Regions from separate parts of the Drosophila melanogaster genome. Here region 1 is linked to region 2. The links are chromatin contacts, called in public Hi-C maps. All regions are on one chromosome and are shown on one strand. The core of a region is the stretch at or near the end of the contact, and the rest is flanking DNA. Distances in the headings are between cores, read along the strand shown.

Evidence for each region. Hi-C and Micro-C count contacts between places; a contact is called where the count stands out from the background.
Region 1: a contact with region 2 is called in a Hi-C map of the Kc167 cell line, with 5 times the contacts expected there. A contact is called at or near these places in 6 of 107 Hi-C or Micro-C datasets (the Kc167 cell line, the S2 cell line, eye imaginal disc and 2 more).

The regions. Positions count from the first base shown.
Region 1 is chr2L:8,317,321-8,321,497 of dm6, reverse strand. mtsh (mitoshell) reads left to right here and starts at 1,590. Exons shown (of 6, transcript NM_164806.3): 1 at 1,590-2,119; 2 at 2,188-2,422; 3 at 2,539-3,661; 4 at 3,718-3,864; 5 at 3,948-3,974; 6 at 4,144-4,177. The coding sequence starts at 1,822. The coding sequence ends at 3,959. It overlaps strat (stratum), which reads right to left and starts at 1,170. Exons shown (of 2, transcript NM_135365.3): 1 at 967-1,170; 2 at 213-896. The coding sequence starts at 1,089. The coding sequence ends at 651. It overlaps CG7781, which reads left to right. Exons shown (of 4, transcript NM_001298816.1): 4 at 1-218.
Region 2 is chr2L:6,721,048-6,725,654 of dm6, reverse strand. It overlaps homer (homer,), which reads left to right and starts at 2,296. Exons shown (of 7, transcript NM_001273221.1): 1 at 2,296-2,462; 2 at 3,225-3,513; 3 at 3,569-4,005; 4 at 4,059-4,137; 5 at 4,201-4,467; 6 at 4,524-4,607. The coding sequence starts at 2,458. Liprin-alpha (Liprin-alpha,) reads right to left here and starts at 1,752. Exons shown (of 15, transcript NM_001273224.1): 1 at 1,571-1,752; 2 at 1,266-1,477; 3 at 559-828; 4 at 396-497. The coding sequence starts at 807.

The DNA.
Region 1 (4,177 bases), core at 341-2,840, 1.6 Mb before region 2:
TTTGTCCAAAGTAGCAAATAATTGCAGATTGCAGAATCAAAGAAATACATTAAAACGTTACACAAACCGAAGCAACAAATACATTGTTTTTAGTTCTTTTAGCAAAATAACAGTTTATAGTAAAAAATTTTTTAGTTAAGAATCTCCTCTTAAATGCAATATTTGTAATGCAATAAAATTGTAAAATGTTTAAAGTGAAAAACAATAAATATGAATACAAAAGAGCGATGTTTTTAATGACCAGGGTGTTTTCTAAGTTTTCTGAGATTTTAAAACGAAAGTTTTAACAAATAACTAAATAATTACTAATTTAAAAATGCTTGCACAATCATTTGCTAACCAGGCACGTTAAAACGTTTTATTTCGCTTAAATCTAAACTCGACAAACTAGGCCTTCGATTTCACGGATTTTCAGCGAATTCGTTCAGCGAATCTTCACTAAAAGCATAGATACTTCTGATAACTAGAGGATGGTAGTGTACAAATAGTGCATGTTCAAGGAAATACTCAATTACTTCACCCTAACTAAATCAAATGAAAATCGCTTCTATTCCGTGGCATGAAAAACTGATACATTAAAGATTAGCGGATAAGTGGCATGATAAAATGGATTGCAAGAGACTGGACACACGTGTTTGGCATCGCTGCAGCTAGGTGTCCTTGTGCACCACCCTCTTGAGGGCCAGATAGCAGTGGCGGGTGCTCAGATCATGGTAGCCCACAGGTCCTCGCTCGCAGTCCGCGCAAACCAGAAACTTTCTGCCGTCCACCGTGTTGGAGAACCCGATGTTCTCGAATGTCATCATGTCCTTGACCAGCCAGAAGTCTTTCAGTGGCTCGCTGTTTAGGCTGTCCGCCGTTCGATCCTGCTTCTGCGTCATCAGTGGCACATCCACCTGGTCGCAAAGAAACGTAAACAATTGGATTGCTTGCCCAGTCAGAAGGGTTTAGCCGTTCGGCACTTACCTCCTCCTGGTTGTAGGTGCCCTCTTGTGCTTTCAGCATCAAACAGTTGCAAAACTGGCAGCGCACATTTGATTTGTTTTTCCCATCGGTGATTTGCTCGCTAAAATCAGCTTCCTCTGTCATTTTTTTGTGGAATTATCTCAATTTTGCAACAAATGCGTAAAATGTAATCAGTTGATACCCAAGCAGACGCTTTACAACACTATGCCGTTGAGTGGTCACACTGTGTCGTTATCGATAGACGATACTTATCGCCGCCGTTAAGCCACAAAATTCAAAAAAGGGGTTTCCGTTTCCGTTCTTACAAACAAAATAAGGTAATATAAGTAAACATGTGGAATATCCACTGTGCTTAACAAAATTTTACTTATTTAATAAGTTTTTAAACACGGGCTACATCCCATTATCTCATTTAATTCCAACCAATCACAATGATTTGCCCAAATATAATAATAGAGCCGATAATCTGTGTCAAACCATGAGATGGTTTATCTGAATACCCTGTAAAAATATTGTCACTCAACTCCAATCCTTTGGTCCTACTAAAAGCTAGCGATATTAGAATTGAAAGACGATAGCTTTTTCGATTGCTTGGCAACTCTGGTCGACGTTTTGAAAAAACTCCTTTTCTGTTCTGAAACCCTAGGGAGCAGACGGTTCTTACTTTTAGCCAAATCTTCGTCGTCAGGGGATACCAACACCAGTCCGTGTAGTTGCCGCAGTGACTCGACAATCCACACGTGTGATTTGGATAGGATAACCTTAAAATCGAGATACGAATTCTGAGCATTTCTGTTGTTTGCTTTCGCCAGTTTTTTTTTATTCAGTTTTAGAACCCAACTGCCAGGCAGGATCATGAACATCCCCATCTACCAAGTGCCCTCGGTGACCATGCAGTCGCTGCACCAGCAATCTTTGTACCAGCAAACCTATTTGGATCGCAATCGCATGGTCACCGATGTATTTGTGCAGGAACACGTCTCGCAGAGCTCTTGGTCAATGGCCGGTTCATCGGCTGTTTTTATACCAGGCCCCATTATAACTGGTAGTGCCCATGGACACTGCCATCATACCGCGACAGTTTCGACTGTAAGTCCTCAATTAGCGACCTTTATGCCTTTTCCGGGCATGCAGTACTATGCGGCAAGCTCAGGTGCGTTCTGTTTACTACTATTGTTTTTATTCACTATTCATTGCGTACCACCACCTACCTCCCTTTAGCCACGATGAACGCCTATGGCCATAATCAGATGTATTCTACTCGTGCTTCGGCCTCCGTCGGCTTCTATTTGCCACAGTACCATGCAAGCTGCAGTCATGAACAGCCGAAAAAGACGTTCTGTGCGGCTCAAACGCAGACCCAGCAGACGGCTAAGACCAGTTGCGATGTGGGCACCCAGGTGGATTTGGATGCTGAAGAATTGCGCTCGGAGGCTAGGAAGCCAAGACCAGAAAGGTAAGGCTAGATCCTCTTAAAGAAAAATATAAAAGCTTTCTCAAAATATTTTCATAGTGTGTATTAATAGAGTAATTTCGTATTAAGACCTAAAACAAATAAATAAAACGTTTCAGTGTTGTTCCTGAAGAATCGAGCATTAGTTCATTGGAAAGCGGCGCAGGCGATGGTTTCCGAGTGCAAAAAAAGCTGCGCAACTCGGAGGTAAAGCTGCTGGACCAGCGTCTCCATGATATTACCAGAGTTTCACTTCATGGCAGTGAGATAGCCGAACGTCTGGCCAATGCCCATCGCAATCGTCCGTGCTTCAAGAAGATCGATACACTGTGCGCCCGCCTGAAGCAGGATCTGCTGCGTCCGGATGGCGTGCTGCCAAATATAAACTCACAGGGCATTGCTTGGGCCGTTAAGGATTTCATATTCGTCTTTACGCGCATTGTGAATGCCTGGGTCATACTGAAGGGCTACGTGTATAATACTCCCGATGCTTTGAACAAGATTAAAGATGAGCTGCCGTCGGGCTTTATGGCTTCCTTTGATTCTTGGCAGATCTCAACCCTGTCCATCGTAAAGATGATTGTAAAATCCTTTGTAAATCTGGATGAGCTGCTGCAGAAGCAGAAGAACAGCTTTTCCGGAAAAGATGGGGCTCCCATTAACCAAAGCAATAGCATCTCTCTAAGAAGTTTTATAGATAGCAACGATAGCAGCGGCTTGGCACAGAAGTACCTGGGAATGACCACTGGACATGGACCCAGTGCCTTTAGTACACCTAATAACCAAATACGTAATAATGCAGCCTCAAAAGGCCAAGAACCCACTTCATCTGCACTTTACAAACCGAAATGTGCATTAAATCTAAACTATCTGTACACCATGATAGAGGATTCGGAGGAAACCCAACGCCATGTAGATGCCAATGGTACTTATCTGAAAACCGGAACGTATCAACCACTGCAAAAGGAGTCGATGCAACTGGAGATGCCGCCAGCCAAGCCAAATGACCATTATGTGGAGCGGAATGCTAACCAACAGGCTTTGCCATCTCAAGAGATTCCTAACGCTCCAACTCCGAAATCATCTCCACAGTCGGATCGTCCGCGAGATGTGAGGTCGTACACGAATCCATTTAGCGCGATCGGAAAAGAGGTTACCCGGCAGCTGTACGAGTTCAGTGACCGTGTCATGGAGCTAAAAAACTTGGAGCGCTTCTTTAAGAAGCAGTTCACTCGCAACTATGTCAGTTATCTATGTTAAGTTCCTACAGCTGCCCATTAATTGAGCTACCATTTTAGTATCCAAATTTCTATCAGCATTGCCAGGATGATTTTATAGACGTGCGTGCCATTATTTTGCGGTGCGAGAATTCCTCATACCATCACATTTATCAGGCTATCCATGATCTGCGCCGGATCATCTTTACGGTGCGCTGTTATCTGCAGGTATTGGTTTGATTCCATGCAACCATCTGCTACACTCTATACAACTTTTTATTTTCAAATGCCATTCGCTGCTGCATTTATAGGTCAAGGAATAATGTATCCAATCCAAGGTATCAGTATGAGTTGGCCATTTAATGAACTAATGTACTAATCACACTGGTCTCATTCGGGCACTAATCTCATATATATAACCTATTAACCAGATCACCAATTAACTATTTACTACTTGTGTACAAACAGCAAGGCGCATTACTAATCTTGATTTTATGATTATCACAGATGTACACGGACGAGAACCTCCTCTACTACATTG
Region 2 (4,607 bases), core at 1,047-3,546:
CAATGAAGCGGAAAGGACTTATAAATACAGTTTACTTCACTTTTTATGGTTTAAGACGGATGTGAATACAAAGAACTAATTCTTAAAAGGCTGTAACAATGTTTGTATAGTCACTGATAAGTAAACAAATAGACAAGCCATGTTCGAAATAAAAATGAAGACGGACAGAGTAAACTTTTGTATTGTTCCCGGTATATGTGACTAATTCGCAAAAGCAAGTACCTACAACTGTTTCTTGTTTGAATAACAATGGGATATGTAATTTAGCAATGGCTATAATACCTAAATTAATAAATTAGTCTAGCAAATCTTGTCATGATCTACCTGATCTAACCATTACTCAATTGTCTCAGTAATTGAAATACCAAGGATCTAAATTTTCGAAAATCACTTACCCTGGTATTATTCCTCTCCGCCTTGAGCTCCCCAATCTCCTCGTCACGTTCCAAAAGGGTCTCCCGCGCTTGCGTCAGCTCCTTGGTCAGGGTGGCAAACTCCTAGAAAGATCAGGAAAAGATTTTAGGTAAACTGCGGTATCAGCATGCAGAGGCCACTTACTTGCGGCAGATTAGCGTTAATCTGTCGCTGCAGGCTGTCCCGCTCCTTCTCGACGTCACGCAGCTTGTTCTCCGTCTCGTTAAGCCGCTCCTGCGCCTCCCTCAGGCTGTCCATCAGCTTGTCCCGCTCGTCCAGCATGGAGACCATCAGCTGCTCAAAGTTGGCATCCTCCCCGCTAAACTGCGAGGAGCGCTGCGAGATGCTATCCTCGGATATCGTGGGCATTACGTCGCACATCATGTTCCACATTATTTAGTTGGGGCCGCCAGACTGTGCGAGACAGAGAGGGGAATAAAGGTTACAGGATTTTGGCTGTAGGTACATTTTGTGCGGAGATTGTACCACTATCGCTGTTACCGAAGCACAAAAACTAGACGCGTTTTTCTAAAGTTTCTTGAATTTGATCCTTGATCATAAATGAATTGGCGTGATTGAATTTTTGTCTGTGATTCCGCATATGGGAGATACTTAATGCTGTAGCTTCTTCTGCATAAAATCAAATTCTTTATGTTAATTGAATTTATAAAGTAAATTCAATTAATTCATACAAAATGTCCATTCTATGGAGTCCGGATATTTTACTACACACACACACGTTCGCTAGCCATTCCAATTGAAATACCCAGCATAGTGGGAGAAACATGTCTAATGAGACTTATCATAGGCGCCGCATTGATAACAAGTTTTCTACACCAACACATACGCACACTGTCGCAGGCGGGGGCACACGCACGGCATACACACTCACACGCGCACGCACACAGGCACAGTACTTTTTCTCTTTCGCATAACTGGCATATTTTGTGTGCCTAGGTGTGTCGCTGTCGCATTTTGCAATCACATATACCCGAAACAGGGTTAAACGAGCAGCAGGTGCGAGCTTACGCCGCTTTTAAATGCGTTCCAATGAGTTTTTCACCTGAAATTTCGGTTTAGTGGGACGGCGTTCGTGTGAAAAAAAAGAGGCTGCGAGAAAATCGCCTCGTACTCCTCGTTACGCCGGAACACGTACCCCGATCGATCGCACGGCGGCTGGGCAGCAGCAGCAACAACAACTCTGGCCGCTTTTTGCCCTTCGCATAGGTGTCCCGGCTGCTTTTAATTAAATAAACCGAATTCCAAATGGATTTTTTAACGATGAGAAACTGGTCAGTGTTACCAGATGGCAAAACGGCTAAAATCCGTAAACCAACCCTGGTTCTTCACTACAAAATGTACTACATTTCATGAATTTTTTCAGTGGTTCTATTTCGTCCAAAAAATATAGAAGTAAAATGTGTTGTTTTAAAGTTTTTGTGGCAGTCTATTTATGTTCAAAGCTAAATTATATGCAAATATTATTGCCGATCAGGAGTTGCCATTTGACCTATCGTCAAGTATTAGAAAAATGTGTACTAAAACTAATGCTGCCACACCGCACAAAGAAAACCATATCTAACAAATATTCAAACTACATGTAGGCGCACAACTAGACAGTCAAAAAAACTTATCACTTTTATCTGAAATTATTTTGTAACTTCCGTCATTTAAATGCAATGCTTCAACAGCTACACATGTTTTTGAAAAAATTACATTGTTATGGTGCCTTACAGACAAACATATTTAGTATTTATTTATCTTAATTAATTTGCAATTCGCTTTACAGCGATTAAATTATTCGATAAGAATCATTGCTCTTATACGAGCTCATGTGTTATCGATGCTTGGAAGCTAATAAATAAATCATCGATGGTGTTGAGCCAGTAAAAACATCGATAGCACCATACAAACATCGATTTTGGTTCCAGCTCTAGACATTTGTGTTTTATTTTTTTTAACCGTGAAATTCATAAGTAAAACCGACTAGCATTGGTATAAACTGCTGCGGAAGCACTCAGTCAGCGCCAAAGAACGAATACAATGGGGTAAGACCGATGGGCGCGGCCAAACCGGCCTAAACCTGCCGTTTTTACTGTGGGAAAAATCGACGCCGAACTAGCTGACATCTCCCCCCTATGATGTTGTTGTTGTTGCTGCCGTTCTGTGTGTAGCGGGCGGCGTAAATACATACATATATATGTACACAAACATACACCTACACACGCACACGCGTGGGCAGGCCAATTACATGTGTGTGGGTGTGCAGGTGTGTGTGACTGTGCAGGTGTGTGCGTGCGTGTTTTCCGCCCGAGAATCAAAAATCACAAGCAAGGCTGCGGAAAAGGCTTAGCACATAATGCAATTTAGTCGGCGGTCGACAGTCGCCAGCGATAACGGGAAGACACAAGTTATAGAGCTCAGCGAACGATGTCGGCGGATAGGTAATAGATAAGATATATATATGTATATGTGTACAAATAAAGGCACTGGAGGCTACCACGGATACGGAATTGATTTGATGGGGGCCCTGCGCCCCGCAACAAACTGTCATTGCATCAGGCCAGATCGCAAAAAACAAACATATATCGACCTACTTTATCAAATAAGGACCACGAGGATTATCCTGGGACTTAAGGACTACTAATTATAAATGCATTACACAGTGCCTGTTGACTAATAAACCACAGTAAAAGAATGCTTTGCCATAGTTTACTCACACGAGCACAGAAGCACAATTTATTGCCTGCTCTAAATGGAATTTTTAATTAATCACACGCTTGTCGCTTTAATCCCTTTATGACCCTTAGCGAACAACCGATTTTCACCTGCCAGGCGCACGTCTTCCACATCGATCCGAAGACGAAGCGCACCTGGATCACGGCCAGCATGAAGGCGGTCAACGTTAGCTTCTTCTACGACAGCTCGCGAAATCTGTACCGCATCATCAGTGTCGAGGGCACCAAGGCGGTGATAAACTCGACGATCACACCCAACATGACCTTCACCCAGACCTCCCAGAAGTTCGGCCAGTGGAGCGATGTGCGGGCAAACACGGTGTACGGCTTGGGATTTGCCTCAGAGGCGGAATTGACCAAGGTGAGTGGTTAGCATATGTCTCACATATTTATATACTAATCATATCGCTCAACAGTTCGTAGAGAAGTTCCAGGAGGTCAAGGAGGCCACCAAGAATGCCATGAAATCGGCCAACGGATCGAATGCCGTCACGCCCACCACCTCGGCGAACACGTCGCCCATTTCCGGGAGAGCTGTGGGCTCCATGCAGAACGACAACACAGCCATCGATCCGCACACTGTGGAGCCGCCCAACATGAGCAACACGAATACCCAGAACGCCAATCCGGACAGTCCTTCCCACAAGCTTCTAAATACCAGCGATGTCAAGGCGGACATCGGATCGGCCACGCCCTCGCCGCAGCCCACTTCAGGGGTAACTGGTGGCGGTGGAGTGACCATCTCGTCTGGCGGAAGCATTGTGGGCATGCACACGGGTCCTGGAGCCGGCGCCACCGCCGAGCAGCAGCTTAAGTACGAGAACGAGCGTCTGAAAATGGCACTGGCACAAAGGTAAGCAAAGCGTTGACCGTCATTGGCTCAAGGCAATAATGCCTTCTTTTCAGCTGCGCCAATGCCAAGAAATGGGAAATCGAGCTGGCTACCTTGAAGAACAACAATATACGGCTGACTAGTGCTCTTCAGGTAAGCAATAAGATAAGCTCACATTTATTGAAACTGATCGTTTTTGGCCTTTTTCTCCCAAAGGAATCAACTGCCAATGTAGACGAATGGAAGCGCCAGCTGCACACTTACAAGGAGGAGAATATTCGCCTCAAACGAGATATGGAGCAGCTGTGCGTGGGCGGCGGGGTTGTGGCTGCAGCCGGAGGAGGCGCCACAGAGGACGAACTGCGTCGTGAGGTGGCCACGCTCAAGGCGCGGACAGAACAACTACAGAAGGAACTTATGCAACAGGAACTTGAGCTTAAGTCGGCCAATATTAGCCTACGTGAAAAGTCCAATGACCAAACGGTGGGTAAAGCATAATAATCATGTTGAGTAATTTGCTAATGAAACTTTGTTTTTAGCTTGCAAAGTTGAGTGAGGTGAATGGTGTGTTTGCCAAGCATCTTTCGGAGTTGTATGGGGTGCAGAAGGATATGGAGAGTCTT